Linked DNA regions of Mus musculus: all the other regions are linked to region 1. The links are chromatin contacts, called in public Hi-C maps. All regions are on one chromosome and are shown on one strand. Each heading gives the region's core, a stretch centred on a gene start, on an enhancer-like site or on the middle of the called end of the contact. The rest is flanking DNA. Distances are from core to core; before and after follow the strand shown. Region 1 has its middle 14 kb from the start of Gm34628. Region 2 has its middle 120 kb from the start of Gm12511. Region 3 has its middle 110 kb from the start of Gm34482. Region 4 has its middle 25 kb from the start of Gm34482.

Region 1 (7,409 bases), core at 2,280-4,779:
TTCTCAGATAAGGGATAAATCTGATCGGATAACCGAAACAGAAAAGATTCCAGTCAATGAATGGCCATTCTATTACACAAACCTAAAATGCCAATCTTCTTAACATCCCTTCTTTGCCTTCCTGGTCAAGCTTTAACATGCTGACTTGCTTTTTCTCCCTCTGTCACCTTTTTACAGGCACTAAACATTTGCTATCTGAACCCAGCACACTCACCTCTTGACAGATCCTCCCCTCTGAATAGTAAGTTCTTTTCTACATTGCCTGATGATCTTTTCCTCATCTTCCAAGACTCAAGTCAACTGCCCATCCATCCTTTGATACTCTGCCTTTGAGATCCTGTCTTAAATTTGGCTCAATTTTCTTCTTACATGATCAACTAGCTCTCTAAGCTCCAGTGGTAGCACATTTACCCTTCTTCTAAGTACATCCCATACATACATTCCATACATCTTCTGGCTCTGTAATTTTCAAAGTTGGACACTAGATGAATAGAACATCCATCTGTATTTTTATACACTCTCTAGTGTGCTTTGTACATTGGGACAATGACATATATCTCATGAATAGTTAACACATATCTATACAGTGGTTTTGGGCTCCAAAGCTGTTTTACTGATGGCTACTAAACTGAACAGTATCAAGATCGTTGTTCTAGCTGTTACCTATGAAGGCATGAACTCTATCTTACTGGTATAAGCTCCATAAAAGTTGGTTAAATAAGTCATAAGCTTCTATATAAGTATAATGATAAAGCTTTAAATAATATGCTGAAAAGATGCAAAGGGAGGAAGGAATTGAGTCATGATTGTTCATTAATACAGCATCTAGAGATATTGGTTTTAAATTAAGATAAAATTATGATAAAATACCACCTTAGGCAGGTTACTCATCTTCCTAGACCAGAGTCAGCAAACTTACCCTGTTAAGAGTCAGCTAGGTACCCTCTCAGAAGCAGAGGGGATGGGGTGACAAACTTGGAGAGGGAGGACTGGGAAGAGTGGGTAACATTTGGAATGTAAATAAATAAAGTAATTTAATAAATAAATTTATAAAAAAAACTTTAAGAAAGTGTCAACTAGTAAATATTCAGTATACCAAGCCATGAATTTCTCAATGTTGCTACTATAACAGACATAAATGTATGTACTTGCCTATATGGCAATAAAATTTTATTGGCAAGAACAGATGACCAGGTCTGGTTAACCCAGTGAATGAACCCCTCTTACAGTTTATTATTCCTAGTTGTATTTCATGAGTTAGTTTTGCAACACGCTTAGCCTTTGACTGGTGATGAGGTATTGTTTAACAATGCTTACAAATACCAACAATAGTCATGATTTGAGGTCTTACAAGAAAAGACATATTTGATTTGAGTATTACTTATGAAGTCCCAAAGGAACAGAAGATGGAGCGGGGAGTTGGGGGAAATCTATTAAGGATGCGGCATGAGTTAATAACTCTGATGTCGAGAGAACCCAGAAACTGCTGGCACGTTCCCTGAGTGACAGTGTGGCAGAAGTAATGAGGAGTGAAAGTTGAACTCTTTCTTCCGTAGGATGAGACGGGGACAATGGATGCCTCTCCTCCCTTAGGGAGTATCAGAGAAAATTAACTATAAATATGCAGTGCTTGGTGTTTACATCTTGACTATCCTTTCACCTGCTGGGTAAAGTCATTGCGTTCTGACTTGTACCTACTGCCTGATTCCAAGACTTGTGGCTATTTTGCTGAGTGGGAAGCAAACGTCAGCTCTCTGCCCCCCTTATCCCTTTAGATAAGAATAGGTGGCTGGACCACTAAAGTCCAGGAGACTGATTTCTTGACCGAGATTCTCGATGTGCTATCTGGATCCCCCTGAGGTAGAATCACCTGGAAGCAGAAGATAAAAGCAGGAATTCCTGGCAGCCGTCCTGTGATCAGGACTCAGGATCTTTTCTCTGGGGCTCATTTCAGAAGTGGCTTTTAAGGTGAATCTCCACACGCTACAGTTGACCAAGACCCACTGGTGTTCTGAAGGAAGCTCAATGGACTTCCGAGACTCCATTCGAGTCTCCTTCACCAGATTCTTAGCTGTTTAAAACCAGTATAATCAATGAAAGTTAGAAAACCATGCTTGCCAGCAGCTTGCCTGGCCTTCCTTATAACATTAACTTAGGTTTTTAAAATAAATCGTAGAATGAGCAGGTAGGTATCTGTGGGTTTCTAGTTGCATGACTCTTTGAATGTCCAGCCCCAAGTGGAGCCTGCACTGGGCACTCTCATGAGGCCCCTTCCTTTGCAGATTCCTGGCTTGCCTTTTCCCTGGGCTTCTGGGATAGAGGCTACACTTTGGATCTTGGTGGGTAGAACATATCTTCCCACAGAATTCTCCAAATGATATTGGCTAAATTCCCCTGAAGAGACTCAAATAATCTCCTCTCAGGCTTCTGCTTTCAGTCAGTCCAGTGTCCTCTTCTCAGTGGGATATGAATTTTATTGCATCAAAGAGCTACCCGTTTCCAAGGGCATTTTGCTATCTTCACACATGTATTTAACACACACACACACACACACACACACACACACACACACACACACACATTTATTTCTACAACTTTGTTTACAGCAAATTGACACACTAGTGGTTTCACTAATTTAAAGATTTCCTGGTGATGTCAAAGGCCAAAGAATTCCCTTTATCTTCTGATGAATAACTGCTACCTTGGGAAATGAAATGACATGTCCAAAGTGGGGTGTCTGACCCGTGGCTGAGCCAGGGGTGTCACATGTGGATTTTGTAGCCTGCAAAGCTATCTTTCTAATCCTATGTGTCTGGGTTCATTCCTAACTTGAGCTCTGGGCAAATACAATCATGGAATTGTAAACACGGCAGGAGAAGAATCACTGGATACTTTGCAAGTAGTGGCCATCCAAGCAGTGCAAAGGATTGAAAGTCTTGCACCCAATCCAGTGTCTCTCAGTAAGCCGGGGCAGCTGACTTGGATAATTCTCTTAGAGTCACGCTAGATGGCAGTGTTTTAACGTCAACAGGAAAAGGGCTTGGGCTGCTGTTTTGAAGAATAGCCTGGGACAGCCATAGCAAAAGGCTTGACAAGGGCATCCCCTTGGAGCTCAGGTTCTAGAACAATGGATTCAGGTCTCTGTTGTGACTTGAGGCTTCAGCTTGGAGCAGGGCCAGAGTCTGGTTATGTAATAAGTGAGACCATAGCTCTCCGTCACTGACGATGAGAACCACCTGCCGTTCAGACTCACAAGGTTCAGAGTCGGGCGCAAACATCCCTGCTTTATCAACAATCCCTGTGTGCCCCAGTGTCCTGAGATTCCTCAGAGTCTTTGTCCAGTGAGGGTGTCCGCCCTGGGTTGCCGGACCCTGGTGTGAAGTAGTGCACTGTGATTGCTGCTGATGACATGAGGCAGGTGCTGAGGATGCACATGCGAACAAACCGCGATTGGGAAGCCCCAGATCCAAGGGGAGGCAGTATTTGAAATCCTAAATAAGGCTCAGAGACGTCAGAAGTGTTGCTGCAGCTCAGTCCCTGCTCTGTCCTGCGTAGCCTCGAGCATGGAGCTAGTCACTTACTCCATGACTCATTCATTAATGGGCTTTGATGAGATTTTTCACTTGGAAAGTGAGGACCATGGAAACAGTCCCTCCAAGGAGCTGCACAGTTACACTTCTGTGGACAGCATCCTTTCTCAGTCAGGTTCTGTTTTCCTATCTGCTAGATGAGGTTAGTCTCACTTGGCCTGGAATCTATCATTTCGTGTTGGACGGGGGTGGGGTGGGGCTGCTTTTGCTGGGAGGTCGAATGGTTTTCACTAGTCAAGGGTATCATCAAAAGCCAACAAACTAGTTTTTTGATAACGAATCCTATGAAACTAGTTACAAGGCTATGGACTTTGTTCCAGATGCTCAGAGACAGCTGGAGGGTATCGGCGAGCTTCAGAGAAAGCCCCATGTTTTGTCCTCATCCTCTCATCTCTAGATCACCACTTTAATCCACCACTAGAATTTCTCAGAAGCGTAGAGGACCTCTAGAAGGTTGTTCCATCCTCTGTTTCTGCAGGGCCACAGGGCATGCTCAGGAGTAGGAGGGATCCTCACTGGCAGCCTGCGATCCCTGACATGCAGTGTGTGTGCCGAGGGAAGAGTTAAGGGGCACACGCCGGCTCTTACTCATCTTGCTCATTTTAATACCTGGCTTAGGGCCTGGTTCAGAGTAGGTGTGAGCAAATGTTTGTTGAATTAAGTTTCTGTAGTTTAAAGAATTAGCTTTGATGCTATTTGCGTCTTACAGACAGAAAATTTTGAAATAGATCATGGTTTTTTCTTTGAATTGCCTGCTATGAAGCTCAAAGGTAAATTAGTGGGCCATCTCTAGCAAATAACTAAAATATAGACTTGATTTCCTCTCTCTCTCTCTCTCTCTCTCTCTCTCTCTCTCTCTCTCTCTCCCTCTCCCCCTCTCCCTCTCCCTTTCCCCCTCCCTCTCCCCCTCCCTCTCCCCCTCCCTCTCCCTCTCCTTCTCTCCCTCTCCCTCCCTCCTTCCCTGTCTCCCTTCCTCCCTCTTTCTCTATGTGTGCATGTGTGTACCTGTGTGTGTGTGTGTGTGTGTGTGTGTGTGTGTGCACGTGCTTGTGTGCGAGTGTGTGCCTACCTGGTGTCACCTTGTTTTTCTTAAGGCTGATATTCATGGTACTGAATTATTAAACCTGCCTCAAATTCTTTTAGAACAAGGAACAACTCACTCATTAAATCTGAGGCAATATCTGGGACAATTCCTGGTATATAACAGAAGGTCAAAATAGTTATTTAATAGTGAACAAATTAACGGCATTTTTATCTGAATCTTAAGTTTGAACTTCATTTTTTTTTTTAAATATCAATCAGCCTCAGACTCACATTCTTTTAAAACAAACAGAGGTCAGTGGAAAATCATACTGGGAAATGGATGCAGCTGGACAGAGCGACTGTTGTAAGATCACGCACAGATCCAGTGGCTCTAAGGTAGTGCCTCCTTGTGGTTTTCCTTCTGATTTACCTACCACAGTTTTCATTACTCCCAAATCCTTCCTCTGAAGGAAGGGAGACAGAGAGAGACAGAGAGAGAGAGAGAGAGAGAGAGAGAGAGAGAGAGAGAGAGAGAGAGAGAGAGAGAGAGAGAGAGAGAAACATTTATCAAGAGAGCAATGTCGCCCACACCGATGGACCTGCCGCCATCCTATTCATTTGTTCTCCTTTGCTGTCACAGTGGCAGCTCATCTGATGAGCCACAGGGTGATCTTCTTCCTAAAATTCATGCGGAGGAACAGTGAGACAGTGCTGGTCGCTCCATTCATCAGATAACCTACAGTCTCCTTGGAGGCTGGGAGGGGAGAGTTGGCCTCCTGAGGTTTATCTTGGACAGAAGCCAGCCAGCCTATGGCTAAAAGAATGAGCCACTTTATCTTGTCAAACATCTCCATTAAATCATGGCCAAGGGAGAACCAATGAAACTGGATTTTGGTGCAAATGATCACTTGTGAATGTGCATCATGCACACACATACACACAATATATATATATATATATATATATACATATATACACACACACACACACACACACACACACACAGATATATCATGTGTATATACATTATAATATATACGCACATGTGTTATATATAGTCACTGTGTATATAATATCATATATAAGCTTCTCTCTCTCTTTCTCATTGCTCTGAAGAGAGCTGAGCTGAGAAAGCCATGCTTCTACATAACTGCTTCACTTGTTTGCTCTTGCAGAGTGTGCCCAAGAGTGTTCCTTTAGCGCCAGCATTTTTACCGCTCTATATTTAGAGTAGAAGTCTCTGCTCAGCCAATAAACTTTTAAAGCAAAGACCCTCGAATCAAAAGAACTATTTCTTCTTCCTTATCATCACCCTTTGTACAGTTGGAAAGACACAGGCAAAGTGTTTCCTTGAGCCATAACCATGCCCACTTTTGGCCAATCAGTTTTCTCTGTTATCCCTCCAGTGGGACACTGTAGGTCTGTCTATTCGGAGAGTTTGCTGAAATATATCTACAGAAGATTCATTTAAAAACATGCCATCAGTGACCTTGAAGACCTTCATTACCCTAAATAGCTGAAGCAACTTTCTTGCCTCTAAACTATTTCCCTTCCTTGCATGCTTTTCCTCCTTGGTCACCCTGGGACATCTAGATCACATGCCATTCTCCACATGAGATCTCAAGGAATAATCGACCACTTTCTCATTTGTGCTTCCTCTGTGGAACTAATAGCCATGGAAACATCACCAGTGTATGTGACCATTGTGAGGTTATGTGTCTGGTTGTCTCAGTGTGCTGTGAGCTCTTCCTTAGTAGGGGCATCTCTCCCTCATCTATCCATAATACTTCAGTCTATCCAGGGGCAAGGTTTCTGTGGGTGAGCATGTATACTCGCCCCTCCTGTTGATTCACTGGGCTGCTGCTCTTGACTTATTCAGACTCTTGTCTTACCTGTAAGGAGTGGACTCTGCAGAAATCCTTGCCAGGAAAGAATCTGAGGTACGAGTCACAGCATCTCTGCTTGCTCATGGCAAGAACTGTGATGATCACGCAGTCCAGAGTCCCGGGGCCTTGTTCACAAGCTCAGATACATCTTCTGAGTCACACTTGGCTAGTTATTGCTTGAGCCTCAGTTTGAAGAAGGAAAAGACCCAGTTCTTTCCTACAGTCTTCTCTAGAGGTTTCTGCTGCAGGTTTCAGTGTGAAGCTTGAGCCTTCTTAGGAGTGTTTTGTGAGTTTGGTTCAGTTTTTGTTTTTGAGATAAGTTTACACAGACAAGCTTTCTTTGGAGGAGAGTGTAGGTCTGTTGGAAATCCCATTTTTGTACAAGTTGCAACTGTGAATTCTCAACTACACTTTCAGCTTACTAGGAAAGTGCTAGGCCTTCCTCAGGCAGTTATAGTGAATATGACTTGTAATTGTGGAGGAGACCAAAGTATGTCTGGAGCTATATTCTAAAACAGAGGAGTTGATCAGACACGTTGGAGGGTTAGTTAACATTTTTGCTATTTCCCGGGTTTTTCAAGAGAGCAAAAAGGAGCCTCTCTAGCCTCTCAAAGGAGATAAATTGTGATGAATCTCTGATACAATCTTGGTTGTGATGGGTATTGGTTAAAGTGAATGGCCACCAGTACAAAGTGACATACACAAAGCAGAGCACGTCTGTCCACTCCTTTAGAACTCCATTTCTAACAATTGACCTTTAATTAGCACTGGCTTTTGGGGGTGTTCAGTTCTGTGGGCATCTTACGTTAAACTCCCCCAAGAGTTCAGAAGCCTTCTAGAATACATTTATGACATTTATGATAAATATAGGTTTAGAGTAGAGGTAGACTCCATCTGATGGTATAGATCC
Region 2 (7,409 bases), core at 2,606-5,105, 800 kb after region 1:
TTTAATAGAAAAACACTTGCAGACCAGTCCAAAACTGTTTACTTGCTTACATAAATCCCAGCATCTGCCATGCGCCGTGCATCTCTCTGTGCTGGGCTCTTTGCTAGAATCCTTGTATGTTACCCTTCAGTTTCACTTACAGCCACCAGGTAACTACTGCTCTCCCTGTCTTGAAGATGGCTAGACCACGTGTCTAAAGAAGTTAAAAGGTTTGCACAAAGCCATCACTGATACGTGGTGGAATCCAAGCCCTGATCAGAAAGATCCTAAATCCTGTGTTTGCTCTCTTCCATGGCTTCCAGAGAACACCTTCTCCTTTTGGCTTCCTTGTTAAGAAAACGGCTGCCACTCTAGCTGGAATCTAAAGCTAATGTGTATGCTCCTGAGTCTTGGGTGTGTGCACTGGAACATAAGTCCTTTCTTTTTTTTTTTTTTTTTTTTTCTTTCTTTTTTTGGTTTTTCGAGACAGGGTTTCTCTGTATAGCCCTGGCTGTCCTGGAACTCACTTTGTAGACCAGGCTGGCCTCGAACTCAGAAATCCGCCTGCCCCTGCCTCCTGAGTGCTGGAATTAAAGGTGTACGCCACCACGCCTGGCAAGTCCTTTCTTCAAATAACTCCTTACAACGGAGATGCATCAGTATCCAATGAAATAGGGATTGCAGAGATTGCCTCTGCATCCCTTAGAATTGTGGAGAGAGATGGGACCACAATACATACCTCCTTTCAGATGAGACAAGGAACCTGAAGCTACAGACTAGCAATTGTAGGAGCCACCACTCCCTCCCTCAGAAGTCTAAAAAAAAAAAAGAAGGGCTGCTCAGGCAACCTGGAAGAACAGAAACTCTTAATTCTTATGGGCAGATATCCCTGGACATCAGCCACTGCTACAATAAAACCTCCACTAGCGCTCAGCGAATTCTGTGTCTCTCCTTCAGCTGGAACTGTGCTTCTAAGCATGCATTCTAAGATCACCTCTGCTTTCCCCATTCACAAAGGGATAACTTCCTCACAGGGTGGGAGAGAGAAATGTGTGGGGCACAGGTACCCATGCTCAGAAGAAGTCTGCCCCAACACACCTTGCAATACAACTATTACATATTTATTGGGACTAGGACCCAAGCCTGAGGAAGGCACTGCCTCCAATGTTTGTTTGCTAGTTTTGTTTTATATATTTAAATTCTCTGTCAGTTACTGTATGCATATTTTCTGAGCATCCACTGTGTCATTTTAGATCTAGTGAAAATGAAATAAATCAGAAAAAAATCCCCCATCCATAGCAACAATGATCAATAGGTTACATATTCCATGCCAGGTATTTTTCTAAAAACCATGGTAACTTTAAAACTCACAGCAATGCTGTCAAGCAGGTACTAGCATTGCCTCATTTCACAAAGGAAACCAAGTCCATATGTGTTCACTCATGCAACAAATACACACACACAAGGACACTCTTTCACACGTACCCCAGGCCTCTGTGTAATAGTCACTGAACAGCACTGTGTACGCTTGGAACCCTAAAAACTGAAAACAAAATTCTTTATCACTGTATGCCTGTACCTTTATGCTTGCTGTATCTTCCCTTGAAGACAGTGTGTCTCAACATGTGGGCCATGACCCCTTTAGGTCAAATGATCTTTTCACAGGGGTTATCTAAGATCATCCAGAAAACACAGGTATTTACAATTCATAACAGTAGCAAAATTATAGTTATGAAGCAGCAACAAAGATAACTTATGGGTGGGGGTCACCACAACCTGAGGAACTGTGTTAAAGGGTCCCAGCACTAGGAAGGTTAAGAACGGCTGAGCTAAGACCATTTTATAGATTGGTAGTCCCAGTAAGGTTCAGTCCCTCCCCACGGTCACACAGCCAGGGTAGGCTCTGTTAGTGCAGTCCTGCTCCACCACAAGCATCTGGACTAAGATCCTAAAGACCTTCAGAACCCTGCCTGTCAACTCCAGCATGTCTTCACTCCCTGCCCTGTCCTGCAGTCCTACATTAAGATCCATAACACCACGTTTAGAACCCTTCCAGAAAAACAATAAACAAAGACAAGCAAACAAAAACCTGTATTGCTCAACCTGAGAAGAGTAAAAAACCTGAGCACCAGGAGGTGACAAGGCCAGCACCAGCGACTTGGCCTCAACAGGACTCCACTTCACTTAGTTCAGATATATGACCCACAGCAGCTCATAAGGAGGTTGGGTGCTCCCCTGAAGGATTCAGGGTGGTGAAGCTACCGCTGTAGTGTGTTTTCCTTCTCTCTGGAAAAGTTCTACAAATGTTGTCTTAGAGACTCACAGCCTTCAAGAAAGCCAAGAACCATTAGGCCAGAAAGACAAAGTAAGCCAGGAGACAGGATATTGGATCCCAGAGGGACTGCTCCTGAAAAGGAACAGCCCTGCTTTCCTGTGCTTGTGAAAGCATTTTGGAAGCTTCTAAGAAGACTTTGAAATGAGTGAAATTCAGCCTCATGGGGCCTAGGGTCTTTCCATGCTGCCCTAGATTTAAAAAGCAATGCTTCAGTTAAAAGGTAGCTTTACATTTATACACTGTGCGTGTGTGTGTGTGTGTGTGTGTGTGTGTGTGTGTGTGTGTGTGTGTGTGTGTGTGTGCAGGGTCCAGAAGTGCACATTGCAAATGCATGAGTGCAGGTCCGAGGACAGCTTTATGGACTCAGGTCTCTCTGGTTATCTTTGGGGGGGGGGATTCTGGGGATAGACTTCAAGTTGCTAGGGTTGAGCATCTAGTGGCCCAGTGCCTTCTCTCACTTGCCATCTTGCCAGCACTAAGGAATTAATTTTAAGAAGGAAATATATATATAAAGTGTTTAGAGGTCTCCAGAGTATGGGCACACTAGGCACAGTGGCATATGCATATAATGCCAGTATTCTGGAGGTGAGAGTAGAAGGATGGGAAGCTCAAAGTCAGCAGAGCAAGTAGGAAGGCAGCCTGGGCTATGTAAGACTCAGGAAGGGAGGGAGGGAGGGAGGGAGGGAGGGAGGGAGGGAGGGAGGGAGGGAGGGAGGGAGGGAGGGAGGGAGGGAGGAAGGGAAGGGAGGGAGGGAGGGAGGAAGGGAAGGAAGGGAGGAAGGAAGGGAGGGAAGGGAGGAAGGAAGGGAGGAAGGAAGGAAGGAAGGAAGGAAGGAAGGAAGGAAGGAAGGAAGGAAGGAAGGAAGGAAGGAAGGAAGGAAGGAAGGAAGGAAGGAAGGAAGGAAGCCTTTAATTTTTTAGAGAGGCAGAGACTAGCAGGTCTCTATTAAGATAAGGCCAATCTAGTCTATACAGTAAGTTCTAAGCCAGCCAGAATTATACAGTAAGAGACTCGTATTTAGATACATAGATGATAGATAGATAGATAGATAGATAGATAGATAGATAGATACATACATACATACATACATACATACATACATACATACATACATCATATATATATACATACATACATACATCATATATATATATGTATATGTATATATATGTATATGTGTATATATATATATATATATATATAGAGAGAGAGAGAGAGAGAGAGAGAGAGAGAGAGAGAAAGGCAGGCAAACAAACAATGTGTGCCATGAACTAAGAAATGTCAAACACTGAAGATAATCCCTGGCATCTAGCACGTAGGCAGTAAAGAAGGCAGAGATGTCTCTGTCTCTCTGTCTCTCCCTAGCATCACACCTAGTTCGTTCTACCCCTTCACCATCCCACCTCAAACTGCTGTGTTTCCACCCTTTCTCCTTATGGAAGACCAGGAGTTGCCTCTCTCTGTTTATGTGGTACATACTCACTGTCTCTGTGTCTGCCTCTGAGATCTCTATCACTGTAGCCTTTTCAGTTTCCCTTTCCTGTTTCTACCTAAATGTGTCTACGTGTGACAACACGTGTCATCTCCTCTCTCCCTCTGCATACTCTCCCTGGGAACCAGTGCCTCTGCGTGACAACTCTCAAATCTGTATGTCCTAAGCAGGTCACACCCTTAAGCTCCTGACCCACATCTCCATCTTTTTCATGCTCAAAGCTGCTCTTCCACCTGCACAGATACCAGCCCAGTTGCCCAAGCTAGAGACTGGAAGTTGTCCTAGAATCCTCTTTCCATTCACCTCCACATCTGATTAGTCACTGAGCCTTATTGATCACTCCTCTTCTGAAGCATCCCCTCTGTCCCGGGCCACATCCCTGCCCACTTAAGGCTCTTGTTATAGCTACTATAGCCCTGTAATGACTTCTTATCATAGCTTCCTCCCTCTATCCCTGGACTCCTCTAATCCAGCTCCACACCAAGGTTGGCACACTGTCTGCAAAGAGCCAGATGGTAAATATTTTAGGCTTTGTGGCCAAGAGTCTCCGTTACAACTACACAAATCTGCCATTGTAGTGCAAAAGAAGCCATAGATGGTGTGTAATTGAATAAACGTGGCTGTAATCTAATACAATTTATTTAGAAAAACAGGAGCCATCGCTTGCCAACCTCTGCTCTATATTAATGCCAAACAGGTCCTTCTAATATAATTAAAGGCCTATGTCATTCCCTTGTTTGGAATTCTTCAATAACCTCTCAGTGCTGGTAAGATGAAGACAGAGGCCCTTAGCAAGGCCGTGAGCTCCTGCAATCTGGTCTCTTCAGCTTCTGTCACCTATATGCTTATTAATCTGGCACTCCCCCCACCTACCTCTGTACAGAGGCTGAGATCTTTCACCTCTGTGCCCATGTTCTTTCGTTTTATTGTTCATTTATCAAACTGGCACTGGCCCCGCAAATTTCATTTCTCCTTTTCAGTTAGGAGCCTTCTATCTCAGAACTTGGTATTAACTCAATAAGGTATCCAGATATGAATTTCACAGGCAAATTGAGAGGTCTTTGATGTTCAGGTATGTCTAATTCATCTTTCCTTTTTCCAGAGCTAAGGAACTCCCCTGACCCCATTGGCTTTGGAGGGAGTGAAGGGCCAGAACCAGGGAGAGCCCACACTGCAAACTTTCCAGTGTCCTACAGCAAAAGGGAGCTATAGGGAACTGAAATCCGAACACATGAATCTTGAATCGAAAACTTCTCCTGACTTCACATTGAAAGTCAGAAAAGCCTTTGATGTGTCTGTCCAACTGCACAGAGTGGAAACAGTGTTGCTGGTTTTGCAGAACATGGAGGCACAGGCTTTTAATCGCAGCACTGGGGAGGCAGAGGCAGGTATGTGTTTGAAATCAGCATGGGCCACAGAGTAGGTTTCAGGACAGACAGACTTCTCCAAAACATGTTTTCCTCAGCAGTGGGATCATCAAAGCACAATAAACTACACGGAGTCTTCTGGGGAGTCCTAATGGTTTTCCTCGTTCCTCTTATTTTCTCGTCCTCTGGGAGAGCTGGTGAATGCAGCCTTGAGCATCCAAGTATCACAATTGTCTCAACACCCTGAAGAAAGTGGAAAGGGTTTGGAGTTCCCTGGAGAGCAGGCCGTCCTCTTCAGTAGGCGGCACACTTTTCTGGATCCATGCACTAATACCCTTCACAAAGAAGGTTGACCACTCTGCAGACAGACACATTTTCCTGCCTTCTCAGGTCTTCCCCCAGTGTAATCAACAGAACTCCCCGTCTTCATGGTGACCCACTTTCCGTGTTAAACACTACGCAGTTCAGGGAAGGCACACTAGCCTTTGGGCTATTGGTTGATGAAAAAAGACTTTACAAATGCATAAAATCTGAAGAAATAATCTAATATAGCCACGATTCCAATTCAGTAAAAGACTAAAAGTCCTTTCAAGATGGCATGGGTGCACAGGAATGAAAGCAGCATCCCACTGTCAAGCACTTCGATGTAAAATGCAAGCCTTCAAGGACATATGAAAACCAGCCCAAGCCTCTTGGCCTGTGGTTCACTGCATAATTCTTGGCTTTGGAGTACCACAGAATTCTGGAACTGCCTCGAGCCCTGCAGTTCTGCAAACACTTAGCTATCCTCCACTAACTGTAGAGGTTTCCACTGTGTCCTCTTGATTTCTATATCAAGGTCCAGATAAGATATTTTTGTCTTGTTTTAAAGAAAAATTTAGTTGTATTGCTAATAAGGAAAACAAAGAAAGGAAAGAAAAACATTCTACTCAAATTGATGGGTTAAATTAGTGGATCTGGAACACATCTGAAGTCCAACCAGGAGCAGATTTGTGGGTAGCTAGTTTTGTAAAGAAATTGTTTTGGAAGTAAACAGTTCTGGGGGGGAATAGCAAGGTATCTGAGCAATATGGCTCCTTTCAGCTTTGCTTAGCGGTCAGAAGGTGCCACGTGCCAGCTGCCTCAGCGTTATACGCTTGATTACCCATAATCCACTTGAGCATTGAACCCATCCTGGCAGCTCTGATATCCTCACTCCATGTCTTCCCATATCAGAGCTCACCCTAGTGACTTATTTCCACCAATCAAGCCCCACCTCCTAATATCTCCACATCACTCAAATCAGTACCGCAACTGGAAACCAAGTTCTTAGTCTCAACGCTCAACCCCACATTCCCAGAGACACCATCTGGCCTTGGCTCAGACACAGTGTATCATCTCCTGCATCAGGCTGCGTCCTGCATCAGGAGCATCTAGCAGTTCTACTTCACGATGCTCTGGTGACAAACACTCTGAGTCTACTTAGCCCCAGAGACTCTGCTCTGCAATAGTAGTCAATGAGGACCCGTAGGAAAGCAAACATCACAAAACATGTGGTACCATGCTTCTAGGATGTAGACAAGAGGATGGAGTCATAGTGACTAATTCAGTGAAGATTTCATACTCATTACAAACCATGGAACATCCTGAAGATTAGACGGGTAGGCCTTCTGCCACAAGATGCTCACAGTGTAGAGAAAGAAACAGTAGAAAACATGGTTTTCTGGAAAACTCACTGCAGTGTGGTAGAATCAAACCCTTTAGAGACACAGCCCCAACTGTTGGCTGTAAAGAAGCATATGATAGATGAGTCTTTTATATGTTTGTATACATCTTTGTCACAGTGACAAAATACTTGAATATAAGAGATAGAGACTTCCCTTACCTCCTGATTTCAGTCTCTCATGGTGGGAAAGGCAGAGCGGCAGAATTAGCTCACAATATTCGCATCAATAGGAACATCAAGTGGCCTCTCTCAGCAAGCTGGATGGCCAGGAAGCAGAGAGCCTGGCTGGAGCTAGCAGCTTTAATCTTTAAAGGCCCGTCCCTCCTAATTTACTCCCACCAGCCAAGCGACATCTCCTCATATCTCCATGTCCTTCAAAACAGTTGGGGACCAAGTGTGGGGACATTCCAGACTCAAACCTTAGCAAGACCAAACTCTCAGAGGGGTACCTTCTCTTCTACTCTTGCTTCTCAGTTCCCCCTTGCTGCTTGAGTTCCAGCGGCCTACGATTCTCCCTTCTTCGTGGTCTT
Region 3 (7,409 bases), core at 3,182-5,681, 650 kb after region 1:
TGGCCAAAAAGCCTCTTTCTCTATCTCATCTCCTTCTCTTCTTCCTCAGACCCTGAAAACCTGCTTCTGTATCTTTGCCCAAGGATTGGCTTCTGCCATTTTTATTGGCCCAATCAAACAATTAGAGAACCTGCCCCTATACCCAGTGGCCCATGACTAGCTGTGGGGATAGACACTTGCTTTGTGGCAGATTTAACTCTAGAGACTTAATCATTGAGGAGCCTACCTCTGTGCAGGTAACAGAACAACATGTCTGCCTTGAGGAAAAAGGCCAATGAAGGGGATGTGTATAAAGCTATGAGTCAGAGAACCACATGCTAAGTGTTATAAGGCATTTCCCAGGAGGATGGTAAACCAAAGGGGTCAGGGGGTGATTTTGGGTAGATGCAGCAGATCAAGCAGAGGTTTCTGGAAGATTGGTGGACCTACCAACCATCCATGCCTGGGCTGAAGGCAAACGTGATGATTTTTATCTATATCATGATGTTCATTGAAGTCATAGGAACAGGTGGCCTAGCGAAACATAAGATAAGAAGGTTGTCCAAGTGAGGCCTTGATTCATTGAATGGTGCTCCAGAGATATCCATAGAGGGCTTTCCAATAGGCCCGAACAAGGACAAGAGCCAAGCTGACGTGGGCCACACTACTTGATGTTTTGTGGCGTTTTCTGAGATTGGCTCTGGACTAAGAGGTAGCCTGTTTCCTCAGGATGCCCCTCTTTGCAGGTTGATTTCCATAGGCAGTGAATAGCTCCCACACACCCTGCTTGTCTCTGATTCCACTCTATTTATCAATAGGCTGCTGGTTTCAGACTTCCCCTGTAGGAAGCACCTTGTGCCTCTGTCCCTGAACTCTGAATAAAGCCCGAGTTGTCCCCAAAGCTTCCAAACAAAGAGTAAAACAGGCATGGTTTCTTTCTTCAGGCTTGTCCACTCCTTTCCATACCTGGTGTGGAGCAAAGGTAGACGTGTAGGGGTGAGGGCACCTAAGGATAAAATTTGTTGATTCTTTGCTGGATCCTTCAGTGCTCCATGGACATGGAGAGAGGATAAGGCTCTTGAACCAGAAGGAACCATGATGGAGATGTAAATTTTTTGGATAGAGAATTAGTCTCCCCTCTCCATGAAATGACTTCTTCCCTGGATGGCTTAGACATAGGGCTACAGCTTAAAGCACAACAATAAACACCTGCTTTTTCAGAGACATAAAATAGCATTCATGACAAATCCCACTCCTTTCCGTGCACTTCACTCCATAGGGCACCGCCTAAAGGAGAGTGTGAATCCGGGTGCAGAAATTCTATCATATGAGTTGACTAAGGTTTTTTTCTTTCTTTCTTTCTTTCTTTCTTTCTTTCTTTCTTTCTTTCTTTCTTTCTTTCTTTCTTTCTTTCTTTTTTCTTCTCCCTTCCACTCTGATTGAAGCTGAAACATTCCAAAACTCGCTTTCCAAAACCTACATTTCTCCAAAGGCAGAAAATAGCTTGCTTTCAAATCCACTGTAAAGATTTCAGTTTAAAAATAATAAAAATAAAATTAAAAAGTAAAATAAAATAAGAACCAAGCACTGCTGGCATTTAATCTGACTACAAATTGAAAGCTATACTGGTGTTTACATGGCTTGGGATTTTATTAGGAAAGAGTGGCCTGGCATTAATAATGTGATGTTTAGCAGGAATAAAATCCCAGCTCTCCATTTTTCCATATTTTGGGGAAATGAGACCCTGTCCAGGCCCTGCACACTCACAGGCTCATTCCAAGAGAAGGTGCTTGATACAGGACTCAAATGAGAAGTGTGACAGCCATAACTTGGCATCAGGAATAAACATATGCAAAGCCTAGCTAGTGTGCCACCAGGCCTCAAACACAGTACCACCAATCCCGCTGTACAAGTGAGGAAACTGATGCTCAGATGGCTTATGTTCCTGCAGTGGGGACCACCCAGGCAGTTAAGGAAGCAAATAAGAATTTACATCTGAGTTTGCCTTAATTCATTTCCAGATCACACCACAAAGAACAATATTGTCCCAAATGTCAAAAGCGCCAATGATGACCATCTCAAGTTTTCCTGAACTACACCTGTTGGCTGAACACCCCAGGACATGATTTGAAGGATATGTTCAGATTCTTGTTCTCAGAGTCACCCCAAGAAAATGAGTATTTCTCAGCTGTAAAAAGTTCTCTCATCCATAGAAATGAGAAACTTGCATTTTTTTTTCTGTAAATGTAGTTTAACATGAGGTAGAGGCTGTAGAGACGTCTCAGTGGTTAAGAGTACTTGCTGCTCTTGCAGAGGATTTAGGTTTGGTTCCTAGCACCCACATTGGGCAACTTACAACAGCCTATAACTACAGCTCCAGGAAAGCTGACAGTCTTTTTTGCCTCTGTGGGCATTCATGCACACATGCACACAGAGAGAGAGAGAGAGACAGAGAGACAGAGAGACAGAGACAGAGAGACACAGAGACAGAGAAAGACAGAGAGAGAGAGAGAGATCTTAACAATGTGAAGTGGTTAGTGTTTGTTGAAATATTTGAGGGATAATTCACTTGGAAATCCCTTTCTGTTCCCTGAGTCATAATGGAACCTTATAATTCTGTGGCTGCTATAGTAAATATCATAGATCATCCCCCAAGGGCAATATTCCCCTCTGCAAATTTCTCAGAGACATCTTGAGGGAAGTCAAGAAGGCTAGTTCACGGTGTCACACAAACACCTTATACACCTGTACAAAATGGAGATTTTGAAACTGCTTTTTACTAGGGTTGCCCTTCAGAGGCCCCCAAGGCAAAGTGTGGTGTCTACACATATAAAAGGAGTGGGTCTGATGAATAGAGAAAAAGAAAAGAAACCAGGGTGAAAACTTGGAATCATACTCAAGAAATTTCCTGAAATAAGTGCTCAAAAATGATGGGGAACCTGCCAGTCACCGAGATGAAGAGGAAAGGGAGATGGGCAAGAAAGAAACTCAGGTGTGGTGTGGATGGGCCTTGGGCTTGTTTGTGGATTTCCCTGATCATTTCAGAGGTTCTGGAAAAGGCTCTAGGTCTCTGGCCAAAAGGCTTGACTTTCTCTAGCATCTGAAAAGGAAAGGGACGTTCTATAATGGAAGGTAGAAACCATAGCAATGGTCCTCACCCTTGGTCATGCTATGCTAGCTAACCTTATGCACATATTTGAGCAACCAAGTCATCAGCTCTGGGCAGGTCAGTCTTGGGCTTCATGCCTGTGTGAGCAGAAGCCATGAACTGGAGACAGGACCAACAAGGCTTGGGTGCTGGGCTTCTCTGGCTGTATATTGTACTCAGGGAGAGTTTGCCCCAACCTCACAGGCCCACATTCCCTGGGTAGAAGCAGGCCTATGCCATGCTATACTGTGCCTGTGCTCTCCGATTTCATCATTTCTGGCTCAAAGCAGGCCTGCAATTTTCATTTCTTTATGGGCTTAAGTAATCTATTGCAAATGGCACCAGCAGGCTGTAATGCATCCTTGTTGAGGAAACAGTTATTTCTCTTCCGAAGCTTTCTGGTTGAAGGCTTGTGGAGCTGAGGCCGGGTAACTGTTTTACATTAGCTATAATGGTGTTTACATTGGATGTACCGATGTTTAAATCGCTGGACATATTTGTTATTAGTAGGGAGGCAGTGGCATTGTTTAGCCCAAGTATCTGGGTGGGTGGAGGGGGCTCCTATTAACATTGATAATATTTTACAAGGGACCTTGCAGGGACGTTTATAATAAAGCAGTGCTGTTTATCTCATCAGGATTATGTTGGAGTAACTTTAATTGTATTCATATTAAACATATCAGTGTTAGAACTGATGTAATATGTTTAGCATTAATATGAAGGTTGCTAAGTTGGGGGCTTTTGAGGTAGACTTGAAGTGCTGGGAAGACAATAGAACATATGGAAAGCATTTAGGGGTGTAGGGGGGTTTCTGTTCTTGTCTAACAAGAAGGATTAGTGCTCTTGCTGAGGTACACTCTAAGATGAACAGTGGGCTGTAGTGCTACCATCTGCTGAGCTTATGATGCGATTCTCTTGGCCAGCTCGGGTGCTCTCGCCATTGCTCTCCATTCTCTGTGTTCTCGCAAGCTCCACCAAAGCCCAAATGTCAGGGATACTTCAGATGCTTTGCAGCTGGCTGTCGCACCCAGAGACGTTTCAAAATGGATTTTGTAATGGCTTATAAAAGTCCCACATTGTGCACGAGCGGTTATTGAGTGTGATATAGTGTGAGCAAGAATGTTCCAAATTCCCTCCGTGCTGTATCCATCAATCTGGCTCTATTAGGGTTGGCAGGATAATGGCTGGAGTGAGGCTCTGGACTTTATCTGCAGCTGAAAGAAGCATCCTAATTATCTACTCATCAGAGCAGCCCCACTCCTGGCTCGAGGAGATCACTGCCAGCTCAGCCCCAGAAATTCCAAATCTTCCCTGTCACCCGCCAGGCACACGGAGGCAGGATGCAAGACTGTGTCCAGCCCAGCTGGGGAGCATAGTCCCAGTAAATCCTGGAACTCAATCTGACTGCCCAGCTGGAAACACTGTTGCAGTTTTAACCCAAGGAGGCTCAGTTTCCTGATGCTTTCCTCCCACTGGGCTCAGTTCCCATTGGGCCCAGAAGGTTCGCTGGGATACATCGCAGGACTGGGACCCTGCTCTACCTATCAGTAGCCCTAGTTTTCTGCAACATGAGAGTAATACCTGTGTCTCCCTAATGTTACTGGTAAATTTGACAGCACTTTGAATGGGATCTGTACCATGCTGTGCTTTCATTAGTGAACAAATGAAAAACTCCAGTGTAGCAACAGGGTTCTGGTGGAAATACATGCCTTGCCTGATGGATATACACCTACCATTTCACAGGACATTCAAGGAATATTTATGAAGACTTCTATTCTTTGCAAAAGCACTTCTCATTAATATTGCAAGCTTATGCACAAGCTATAAGCTTGTATTAATATCATAAGTCTATTATTTTTATTTGTATAAAAGAGGAAGCAAGAACAAGGAGAGAGGATGTGATTTTTTTGCCTGTTAGGCCCTGTGTTAGGCCCTAAGCTTTGATTGCTGCTACTTGGGCTGAGAGAAATGAGGGTCCTACAGCAACTACCTTTTCTGTTTCTGAAGGCATCTGATATAAGAGAGCCCCTTAAGGAATGGCTGATTTTGGCTAAAGGTTTCAGAGAATCATGTTCATCCTGGCATGGAAGGGATGTTGGAAGGAATGTGATGAAGCTGTTCTTGTTGTATCCTCAGGTAGGAGGCAGAGAGAGATGAACACCATGCCTAGCTGGCTTTCTGCTTTTTGCCATTTTGTTTGTTTAGGCTGAGACGCTTATCTAGGTGTGATACCTCCCACATTTAGGGTAGGCCTTTCCACAATTGAGCATCTCTGGAAATGCGCTCAAAGAAACACTGAGAAGTGCGTTTCCTAGAGGTTGGAGAGACTGCCTTATGGTTGATAGCACTTGCTTCTCTTGCAGAGGAGCTGAGATCAGTTTACAACTTGGCAGCTTTAAGCCATCAGTAAATAACTCCAATTCCAGGGAATCCCGTGCTCCCTTTTGGCTTCTGCCGGCACCAGGCATGACCAATGATGCCCATACATATGCACAGGAAAACATCAATACACATACAAAAAAAATAAATGAATATTTTTTTAATAAAAAATGCATCTTCCAAGTGATTTCAAACCTGTCGATGAAGTTTAGATGTCGCACATCCCCATCCTGCTGTGGTTCACAAATGGCTGGGACTATACAAATTGTTAAGTTGCTATGGGTCTTTGCATTCTTAAGCCATCAGACTGCTTTAATTCTGGAAAGTGTTTAGGAGGTGTGCAAATATGTGAAAGACATGAGGGTGAGCATGAATAACTGCTATGTGGGGTGCAGAGAACCCTGAGATACAGCATGGGAGGACTAAGAATCAGACATCACAAAGGTCAGTTGGAAAGATTGGGAAAGCCTGGCAGAAGAGGTGGAATATGAACTGTCCTTGGGAAGTCAACAGGATTTTCTACACGCAGAGGTAGACACACATGTGTCACATGTGACAGCAGAAGCAGGGTTAGCAGTGGTGTAGCTCTTACTTAGAAAGTAAGAGGAAGAAGGTAGAGTGTTTTCTGAAGACTCCATTCATGGATATAGAAAGGGAAGGGGTGACATATCCCTCTAGTGCTGATGGGTGGCAGATTGATGCAAGCTGAGGCTGGGCTTTAACGGTTAAGAAATAAGTAGCCTAGGGAATGGCTAGTAGGTTAAATGTCTGCTGTGCAAGCATGGGAGTCTTAGTTCAGAGCCCAACCCCCATAAGAAGCTAGATTTAATAGCAGGCGTCTGTAACCAAGCGCTAAGCAGAAGTAGAAGAGGTAGCATGAGGTGAGTGGATTCTCTAGGTTTACTCGCCAGCCAACCTAGCCAAAACCAGCAAGTCCCAGATTCAGTGGGAGAGCCCATCTCAAAAATATAAATTGACAAGTCATCCTCTGATCTTCACATGAATACTGTGACACACATGACATGCTTTTACGTACACACACACACACACACACACACACACACACACACACTTAGACCTACAAAATAAATACATAAAAATTGTAATTTAATGCTTAAAAAGTAAGGAGAAGAGTGATAAAAACAAAAATACCAAACACATTGACATCTGGTCTCCACATGCACATCAGGATGTACTGTGTGTGGCTGCACGCACACATACGTGGAGAAAGATAAAGCACGTGAACTGTATGATCAGAGCTACATTATCAGAAGATGAAACTGACACTTTGAAGGAAGTAGACAGGGTGGGGGGGGGGGCAGGTGGCTGAATAATGGCAGAGTACCTCACGCCAGTGGCGAGCATCTCAGGCCTGATGAGACTGACGAGGCTGAAGAGGGGTAGAGCATAGGCATCGGAAAAATGAGAAACTAAAGCCAGGACCCCATTGGTCTGTTTGCACCTTCAGTCCCTTGGAATCTTGGAGGGGCAGTGGCAGAAGCTCAGAGAGACTAAGGGAGCACCCAGTTGCCAGCAACATCTGTCTGGCTATGTTCCCAAGATGACCGGTGGGTGGTGTCTCCATGAGTCCCTTTGGATATACGTTTTAGAACACATCTTCTTAGTCCTTGGATCTTCCATAGCAAAGCACCAGAGAGGGATGGCTTAAGCAAAGAATTGGTTTTCTTGAAGTTAGAAAGTATTAGTTCCCTTGGAGGTAGTTTTCCATGATTTGCAGATGGTCACAAGTACAGTCTGAGTGTTTGTGTTATATAACTCATATATTGAAGACCTTGCCCCTAAAGAGATGGTATGAGGGCAGCAGACTCTGAGAAGTAATCTGGTTGCGAGTGTGAAGCCTTCACAAGTGGATGAGTGCCTTTATAGAGAACACATCCAGCTC
Region 4 (7,409 bases), core at 1,808-4,307, 560 kb after region 1:
CAAGTCATTGGAAGTTGAAAGTATATTTTTAAAATGCATTTAAGACTCCTAATTTATTCCCAGGTAGGACAGTCTCTGGGTGGCCTTTCTTTCAGTCTCTGCTCAACACTTTATCTCCATATTTGTTCCTGACAAATACAGAGGTGGATGTTCACAGCTAACCATTGGACTGAGTGCAGGGTCCACAATACAGGAGTTAAGAGAAAAGACTGAAGGAGTTGAAGGGGTTTGCAACCCCATAGGAAGAACAACAATATCAACCAAGCAGACCCACCAGAACTCCCAGGGACTAAGCCATCAACAAAGGAGTACACATGGGTCCAGCTGCATATGTAGCAGAGGATGGCCTTGTCATGCATCAAAGGGAGGAGAGGTCCTTGGTCCTTGGGTCGATAGATGCCCCAGTGTAGGGGAATTGAGGGTGGGGAGATGGGAGTGGCTGGGTGGGTAGAGGAACACCCTCAGAGAAGCAAGGGGAGTGAGAATGTGATAGGGTGGGAAACTGATAAAGGGGATAATATTTGAAATGTAAATAAAGAAAATATCTAATAAAAAAGTAAAAAAAATAAACATAAATGAATACAATGATTAATAAAAAATAAAGTAATGCCAAAAAATAAACTAAAGACCCCTAATTTAGAAAACACTATTGCTTACCAACTTGGTAAAGTCTAAGATCTTGGATGTGTGCCCTGTTGATCATGTTACTCATGTTACTGATCATGTGACTGACTAGCAGCTGTGATCCGGCACTGACAGTGTCATACTACAAAGTCACTGGACAAGCAAGCATAAATATCAAAATATGGGAGACGATTAGTACTGCTGAGCATATATGCCAAAAATTAGGAAGTTGAACTTCTGTAGGTTAAAAACTCAGGACTATCTTCAAATGATTAATTTGAAGAAATATTCTTTTATTTATTTGATGATGAATAGAATTGTTCTCATACATTCTTGTCAAAAGAGGAAGGACTTTAATCTGGTTGTTTGATTGGTTGGTTGGTTGGTTGGTTGGTTGGTTGGTTGGTATTTGGTTGTTTGGTTGGTTTGTGGTTGGTCAGGTGGTATTTGGTTGGTTGGTTGAAACTAGGTCTCATGTGTAGGCTAGACAGTTCTCTAACCCATGATCTTCCTGCCCCAACCTCCCAAATCCTGATACTGCACGACTTTACTCTCACACAGTCCTCTAGAAAGCAGCTTTTTACTGCCAGGGACCAGGATTAAGGATCAGGCTATCCTGAGTTCCAGTCCTTGGCCACTTCCCAAGGTGACTGTAATTAGAAGCTGTTCAGCCTCTCTCATCTTCAATTTCTTCATCTTCAAAAAGAGAATAGCAATTTCCCTTCTACAGGTGTTGGCTCAGAAACTAGCTTCAAAAATATATTAGCAGTACAGAACATTAAAAGGATGCAACATTTCTTCTCCTCTCTTGAAACCTTTAAAATTATGTTCTCAAAACAAAACAGTCTTGACTTAAGTAGATTCAAATGTGGGCCCTTCACTCTTTTTAGTATAGCCAAATTGAAGGGTGATTCACTTGGCAATAAAAGCATGCTATTATAGGCTAGCTGGCACACTCATGGTCAAGCCATCCATCAGCTGGTGTGATTGATCACTCTGCTTCTGTAACGAGAATACAACATCTTCTCCTAATGAACCCTGGGTCAGATTTGTGTTGTAAGATAAAGGTGTATGCTGCAGGGTACTCAGGTCATTTTGTATATGTGTTAAAGGCTATGTAAAGTTTGATAGTGGCCACATCCAGCAGAAAAATGGAGGGGGGGGCGCGGCTGTGGAATCATTGTGAGTAGTGATGGTCTGTGTCTGAGTTTGTGGATTCTACTTATTTGCCTCTATATTTTTGTGCAGTTTCTTTACAATGCAGTGCTTGAATCTGACCTTTCTGAGGAGTGAGTCTTTGGAATGGTCTTTAAGTGACTAAATTTCAAGCTGCTCTACTTTACCTTCAGAGGCTCTGACGGACTTCAAAACCTGCATGAGGACACACCGAGCCACATCATGAATGTACATAAATACCTGAATATACACATGAATATGTAATTTAAGAATCACAATGAAGTTTTCAAAGCATTCTGAAATACATTGTGGTCTTTTCCTCTCTCATGCTTTTTCAGTTGTGCTACGTTTCCCTGGGACATGGTACAGTCTTTCACTCCTGATCAGGCTTTTCCTAAGTCTGGTGCCTCCAGCCAGTACCTTGGAGAAGCAGGACTCTCCCCTCTACTCCTCCTGAACTTTGTCTTATTACAATGTTTTCACATCTGAGCTTAATCATCTTTTGATGACTTAGCTTTCCACACCAACGCTGAGTTTATAGAAGATCTAGAACATACTTAATTTATCTCAGCAACCATGGTCCATCACAACACCTGAATCACTGAAGATATCAATATATATCAAATTATATATATGAATGAATGACTCAGTGATTGAATGATTGAGGAAGTGAATTATGGCTGTAATGCCAGGCCCAGTCTTAGTATGGTCACAACCAAAATGCGGCAGGACTTTTATAAATATATATATAAAGCATCAATCTGTAAAGCATTAAAACTTCCAAGAAGAAAGCGCTTCCTGAAGCAGGTGCACTGGCTTATATGACACAGTGATTCCAGAGTGGCTAATAGATCAGGTAATTTGTCCACTTTCCTGGAGTAAAGGCTTAGGCTGGGGCTCACATTAGCTCAGAGCCCTGTGCATGATGCTGCATGCCTCCTTCAATGCAGTTCAATTAAGCTTAATATCCTATGACTCAAGGGTTTGCACACCAAGGCTTGGCACTTAATATTGTAATTACCTCTTTTGATTAGAACTGCCTTTCATAAGCAAATCAAGGCAGTGGTTTGACAAGCTTGAGGAATTGCTTAGGGAGCTCACTCTACAAGTTCCACGGGGGAATTATAATCACGGTAATTATCGTCCAAGCGAGATTCCAGTTCTCCATGTACGGGATGTACTGGGAGGTAAGTGCATAAGAGTCACGCATTGCGTCCTCCCCCCTCCCCCCTCCCCCGCTCGGGGTAAGCTGCAGAACTGTAAACAAGGAACAAGCTTGAAGCAAGCTCAGTGCAGTCCACAGGCTGAGTTGCTTGTAGTGAGACAGGGCTCAGACTGTTCAGTACATTGAAAGCAATTACTTGGCCACACTGCGGTTGTGGGTTTTGTTTCTCCTCCTCTCCACTGAAACTGGACACATAGCTGGTAAAAACCCACTCACCAATTCGGTGCTAATGGTTGGAACTCTGTGGACAATGAGATGCGAATCCACACTCCGCTCTTTGCGAGGTAAAGATAATGTTGCCCTGATTATAGAAACTAAAATCATCAAGAATCCGGGTGGGTAATGATGCGGGACAGGATTTGGCTCCGAGTTTTTAGGGTCTCAGTCAGTGTGCAGATAAAATGGCCCCTGAAGGATGAATACAGACTCTGTTGGTGATGCTCTGAGCGTGCTGGGCTGATTTTTACAAAACAGATGTCTCAAGGAGACTGAAAGCCTTTTCTAAGCCGCAAGAGAGTCTTGTTACACAGAAGTATTCAGCCTACGGATGAGCAAGCTGCCTTTCTGGACCCATGGCCACGCGCTGGTTGCCCTGGGAGGCTGGAACAAGTCTCTCATATTAAAACACACCATCTGCCTACAGTGCTCCAAGGAGACTCTAAGAAATAGTTACTAGTTCTCTTTTTCTTGGAGAATTTTTTTTTATGTTGGGGGCCCCTTACTCTCTGGAAACATTATCTCTCATGTCAAAAGTCCATACTAGTTGTTCCCCACTGCACACACTCCACAGTCATCGCCCCTCACCCTGGACTTTTTCTCTCCATCATCCACAGCCCAAAGATTCTTTTAAAAATTAACAAAAACAGAAGGGAAAAAAATGCCACAAGACCAAGATTACTAGCAGATGTTCCGGCGATGCTGGAGAGTGGAAAAGGCACTGGAGACTGGAATTCCCTCCTCAGCCCCTTTGGAAAGCAGCACAGAGCTAGTGATGGTCTCGAGGACACACCTCAATGCACTTCCTCACGGTTTCATTCTTTCAAGAAATATCCTCTGAATAAGAAAAGATGCCAAGCCTGCAGCTGAGCTCCTCCGCCACAAAGGGAATAAGAAACATTTACTGAGAGCTTGTTATGTGCAAGACACTACTCTAAACCTCCCAGGTTAGAGTGTACTAACCCAGTTTCCATAACAACTCATGTTTATCCTCAAATGGGAAAACAGTGACAGGGAGTGATGATAAAATTGTTGGTCCAAACAGCAATATGAACTAACCAGTACCCCCAGAGCTCGTGTCTCTAGCTGCATATGTAGCAGAGGATGGCCTAGTTGGCCATCATTGGGAAGAGAGGCCCCTCAGTCTAGCAAACCTTATATGCCCGAGTACAGGAGAATGCCAGGGCCAAAAAGCGGGAGTGGATGAGTAGGGGAACATGGCAGGGGGGAGGATATAGGGGGAGGATAGAATTTGAAATTTGAAATGTATATAAAGAAAATATCCAATTAAAAAAATGTGAAAAAAATTGATGGTCCAAAATCACACAGGTGGGAGAAAGAGAGTTCAGAACTGGAGCCTCAGTAGTCGGATTCTTTAGCCTAAGCCACAAGTCAACAAGCTTTTCCTGTAAAGGGCAAGATAAGAAATGATTTAGACTTCATGAGCCAAATGGTCTCCTGCTATTACTCACTTCAGCTACAATAGCTCAGAAGCAGTGCTGGGTAATGCATACATAAGCAGGCGTGGCTGGGTTCTGATATGACTATATGCATGGATGCTGACATCTGAATTGCATAGCATTTTTATGTGTCATGAAGTAGTCCTGATCGGTTGAGTAATTTTTCCTAGTCGTTTAAAAATATAAAACTCTTAACAACATCATGAATTAAACAAAATAAGAGGTAAGCTAGATATATTTTCAGTCTCTAAGACTGATCCCTGGCCCAGGTTATATTAGGAAATAACACAGTGTTATTTTCCTTGTGGGTCCTGTAACCTGGCTGGGGGGTGTAAGCTGAGAGCTTTACATTTGTGCACTTGATGCTTGTTTGGCCTGCATCACTCCACCTATAGCCTCCCCTGTCCCTGGTTCAATCCTTCTTGTCTGAAGGGGTTCACAGTGACCTCTTTCCTCTAAGGCATCTTTTCTTGATGCTTGTTGCTCTCTTCCCAGTGATAACGTTTCTTCCCAGCACTCTCTCCTCTATGTTAATGGCCTTACAGCTACCTAATGCTATGTCTGCATAGAGAAGTAAGATCTCATATATTTGTCCTTTCCAGGATCCTAATCAGACTCGACATGGACAGGACATACACAGGTTAATGGAATTATTTTAAGGATGGAGAATTATTGCCCAGGTGAAGGCAAAATGAACATATAAACTGAGTTGTATAAAAGAGTACTCAGGGCCAGTAAGATGGAGGAGAGCTGGTATGGTATCCTGGGGGTACAGCAAGCACGGTCAGTCAAGAAGCAGGATAAGCAGGGATGAGCAGGTATAGCAGCTCATGCCTATCATCCCTAGCACTTAAAAGACTGTGACAGGGAGATAGATAACCGTGAGTTCAAGGCTACAGAGTGAGTGGGATAGAGTGAGACCCAGGTAACACAGTCAAACACAAACCAAAAAGAAGAACAAAAGGAGGAGCAAGAAGAGGAGGAGGAGGAGGAAGAGGAGGAGGAGGAGGAGGAGAAGCAGGAGGGGCAGGAGGAGGAGGAGGAGGATAAAGTAGAGGAGAGGGAGGAGGAAAAGAACGAAGAAGAGGAACAGTGACTGCAGCAGCTAGCAGCAGCAGCCAGAATAATGAAAAGTACGGCATGACCAGTTATCAGTAGACCAGGAAAACTGTGCAAGTGATAAAAGGAGCAGCCTTGAAGTCAGTGCTTGCATTAGCACTGGATCCCCACTGGGCATATTTGCATGTTCTAAAATTTGGGGGATGCTGTTGACAATTTCAGATTTATTGTTTCTATGATCTGACTTTCTCCTAAAGGATAAAAACATTTCACCCCCAAAATGTGCAGCCTGGGTGTAATTAATATAATGAGTTACAGGCAGCAGAGACTCAGGGGATGCAAGATGAGTTCTAGACTCACTTTATTTCCTTGAAAGCAAGATGTAGACAGCCCTTTGAGGAAGATACCCCTGTGTCTCAGCAGAGAGGGCTGCTATCCTCAGTGAAGAGAGAAACAAAACACTCAGATGTGTCACAACCTCAATGACAGATAACTTTGCTTCCTTTAGTTCATGCAGTGATTTCCAATTGCCAATGTCAGTTGCCAGACAAGGAGTTAGGGATACTGCTCAGAGAGACAAGGTGGTAGGCACACTCTTGTAATCCTAGCATGGAAGGAGAAGGAGGAAGATCATGGGTTCCAACTCACTCTTGGCTACAGGGCAAATTCAAGCTCTGCTTGGAATACATGAAATTCCATCTTTTAAAAAGTCAATAAAATTGGCTTTTTTAAGACTTATTTCAAAGTTTCCTTACAGGATGAAGATATAAGAGACTCACCTATCCTGGCTAAGGTAACCAGATTTCCTTCTATAACTGGTCGTTCTCTTAGTTTTTTGGAAAATGGGCCCACTTCAATATTTGATCACATGGTACCTACTCCTACCAACTCCATGTTGCCTTGTTAAGATCAAACAATGGTCTCCTATCAAATGGTTAACAAGGCCAAGTCATGTTATTCTCTAAGAATGTAAACTCTCCCTCTGCCAGATCTGTTTAGCTGTAACCAAACTGCTTCCTGTGATCTCTGTGCATGGAAATGCTAATCCAGGTTATGATGAGAGGAGAGGAGCATCCACACTGACAAAGCTCAGATACCTGCAGACCATCTCCTGAAGCACAGCGGTGAAATAGTGAGGTTGGTGCCATAGAATAAGGAGTCAGATCGGCAAACAGATGGAACAAATCCGGTCCCAAATCACAGTTACAAAAAGATGGAGCTGAGGAAGGAACCCAAGGAAACAAATCCAGTTCTGTACCCTTTCCATCCTCTGTGCTCTCCCCCTGTTCTAGGCATTTGGCCCTGGGTTGTCACTGACTCTTCTCGCTCAGAAACACTTCATTACCATGGATCCAGTCACGGTGCCTGCTGATAGAGTTGTCTGTGGGAGAGAAGTGAGAGTCAAGTTCCTTCTTCCTAAATTTGTGCCTTGTGTGCATCTTGAGACTCGTGACCTCTAAGCAACCTCTCTACTCATCTCTGGGCATGTGCCTGCTTCTCCTGGGCTGTATGGCCTCATATTTGCAATGAGATGATCAAGTGTTCTTTAAAGGGCCTTCATTAGCTAAGCCTGGAGACATTAGAAGGATTCTGTAAGACATATTAAAATAACTGCAGGTAGGTTTTGGAAGGGGTGAAAGTTCTGGAAG

Evidence for each region. A called contact is a pair of places that touch in the nucleus more often than the background predicts.
Region 2: a Hi-C map of the N1E-115 cell line shows a contact between it and region 1, with 14 times the contacts expected there. The contact joins two enhancer-like sites. A contact is called at or near these places in 3 of 484 Hi-C or Micro-C datasets (the N1E-115 cell line and cortical neurons) and 1 of 115 datasets of contacts at active chromatin or transcription factors (astrocytes).
Region 3: a Hi-C map of the N1E-115 cell line shows a contact between it and region 1, with 16 times the contacts expected there. The contact joins two enhancer-like sites. A contact is called at or near these places in 1 of 484 Hi-C or Micro-C datasets (the N1E-115 cell line) and 1 of 115 datasets of contacts at active chromatin or transcription factors (astrocytes).
Region 4: a contact with region 1 is called in a Hi-C map of epidermal suprabasal cells, with 7 times the contacts expected there. The contact joins two enhancer-like sites. A contact is called at or near these places in 1 of 15 datasets of contacts at CTCF or cohesin (the NIH/3T3 cell line), 6 of 484 Hi-C or Micro-C datasets (the C2C12 cell line, the MC3T3-E1 cell line, the N1E-115 cell line and 3 more) and 2 of 115 datasets of contacts at active chromatin or transcription factors (astrocytes and pancreatic cancer cells).

What each region holds. Positions count from the first base shown.
Region 1 is chr4:56,488,746-56,496,154 of GRCm38.p6, reverse strand. No RefSeq gene overlaps it. Among named protein-coding and RNA genes, the nearest start is that of Gm34628, 14 kb to the right of the region's middle. Within about 2 kb of position 3,529, at least 40 of the 459 cell types and tissues checked have an H3K27ac peak or open chromatin away from gene starts, as enhancers often do. A contact at or near this core is called in the N1E-115 cell line and epidermal suprabasal cells, where this site is marked.
Region 2 is chr4:55,684,622-55,692,030 of GRCm38.p6, reverse strand. No RefSeq gene overlaps it. Among named protein-coding and RNA genes, the nearest start is that of Gm12511, 120 kb to the right of the region's middle. Within about 2 kb of position 3,855, at least 8 of the 459 cell types and tissues checked have an H3K27ac peak or open chromatin away from gene starts, as enhancers often do. A contact at or near this core is called in the N1E-115 cell line, where this site is marked.
Region 3 is chr4:55,840,908-55,848,316 of GRCm38.p6, reverse strand. No RefSeq gene overlaps it. Among named protein-coding and RNA genes, the nearest start is that of Gm34482, 110 kb to the left of the region's middle. Within about 2 kb of position 4,431, at least 23 of the 459 cell types and tissues checked have an H3K27ac peak or open chromatin away from gene starts, as enhancers often do. A contact at or near this core is called in the N1E-115 cell line, where this site is marked.
Region 4 is chr4:55,924,934-55,932,342 of GRCm38.p6, reverse strand. No RefSeq gene overlaps it. Among named protein-coding and RNA genes, the nearest start is that of Gm34482, 25 kb to the left of the region's middle. Within about 2 kb of position 3,057, at least 62 of the 459 cell types and tissues checked have an H3K27ac peak or open chromatin away from gene starts, as enhancers often do. A contact at or near this core is called in epidermal suprabasal cells, where this site is marked.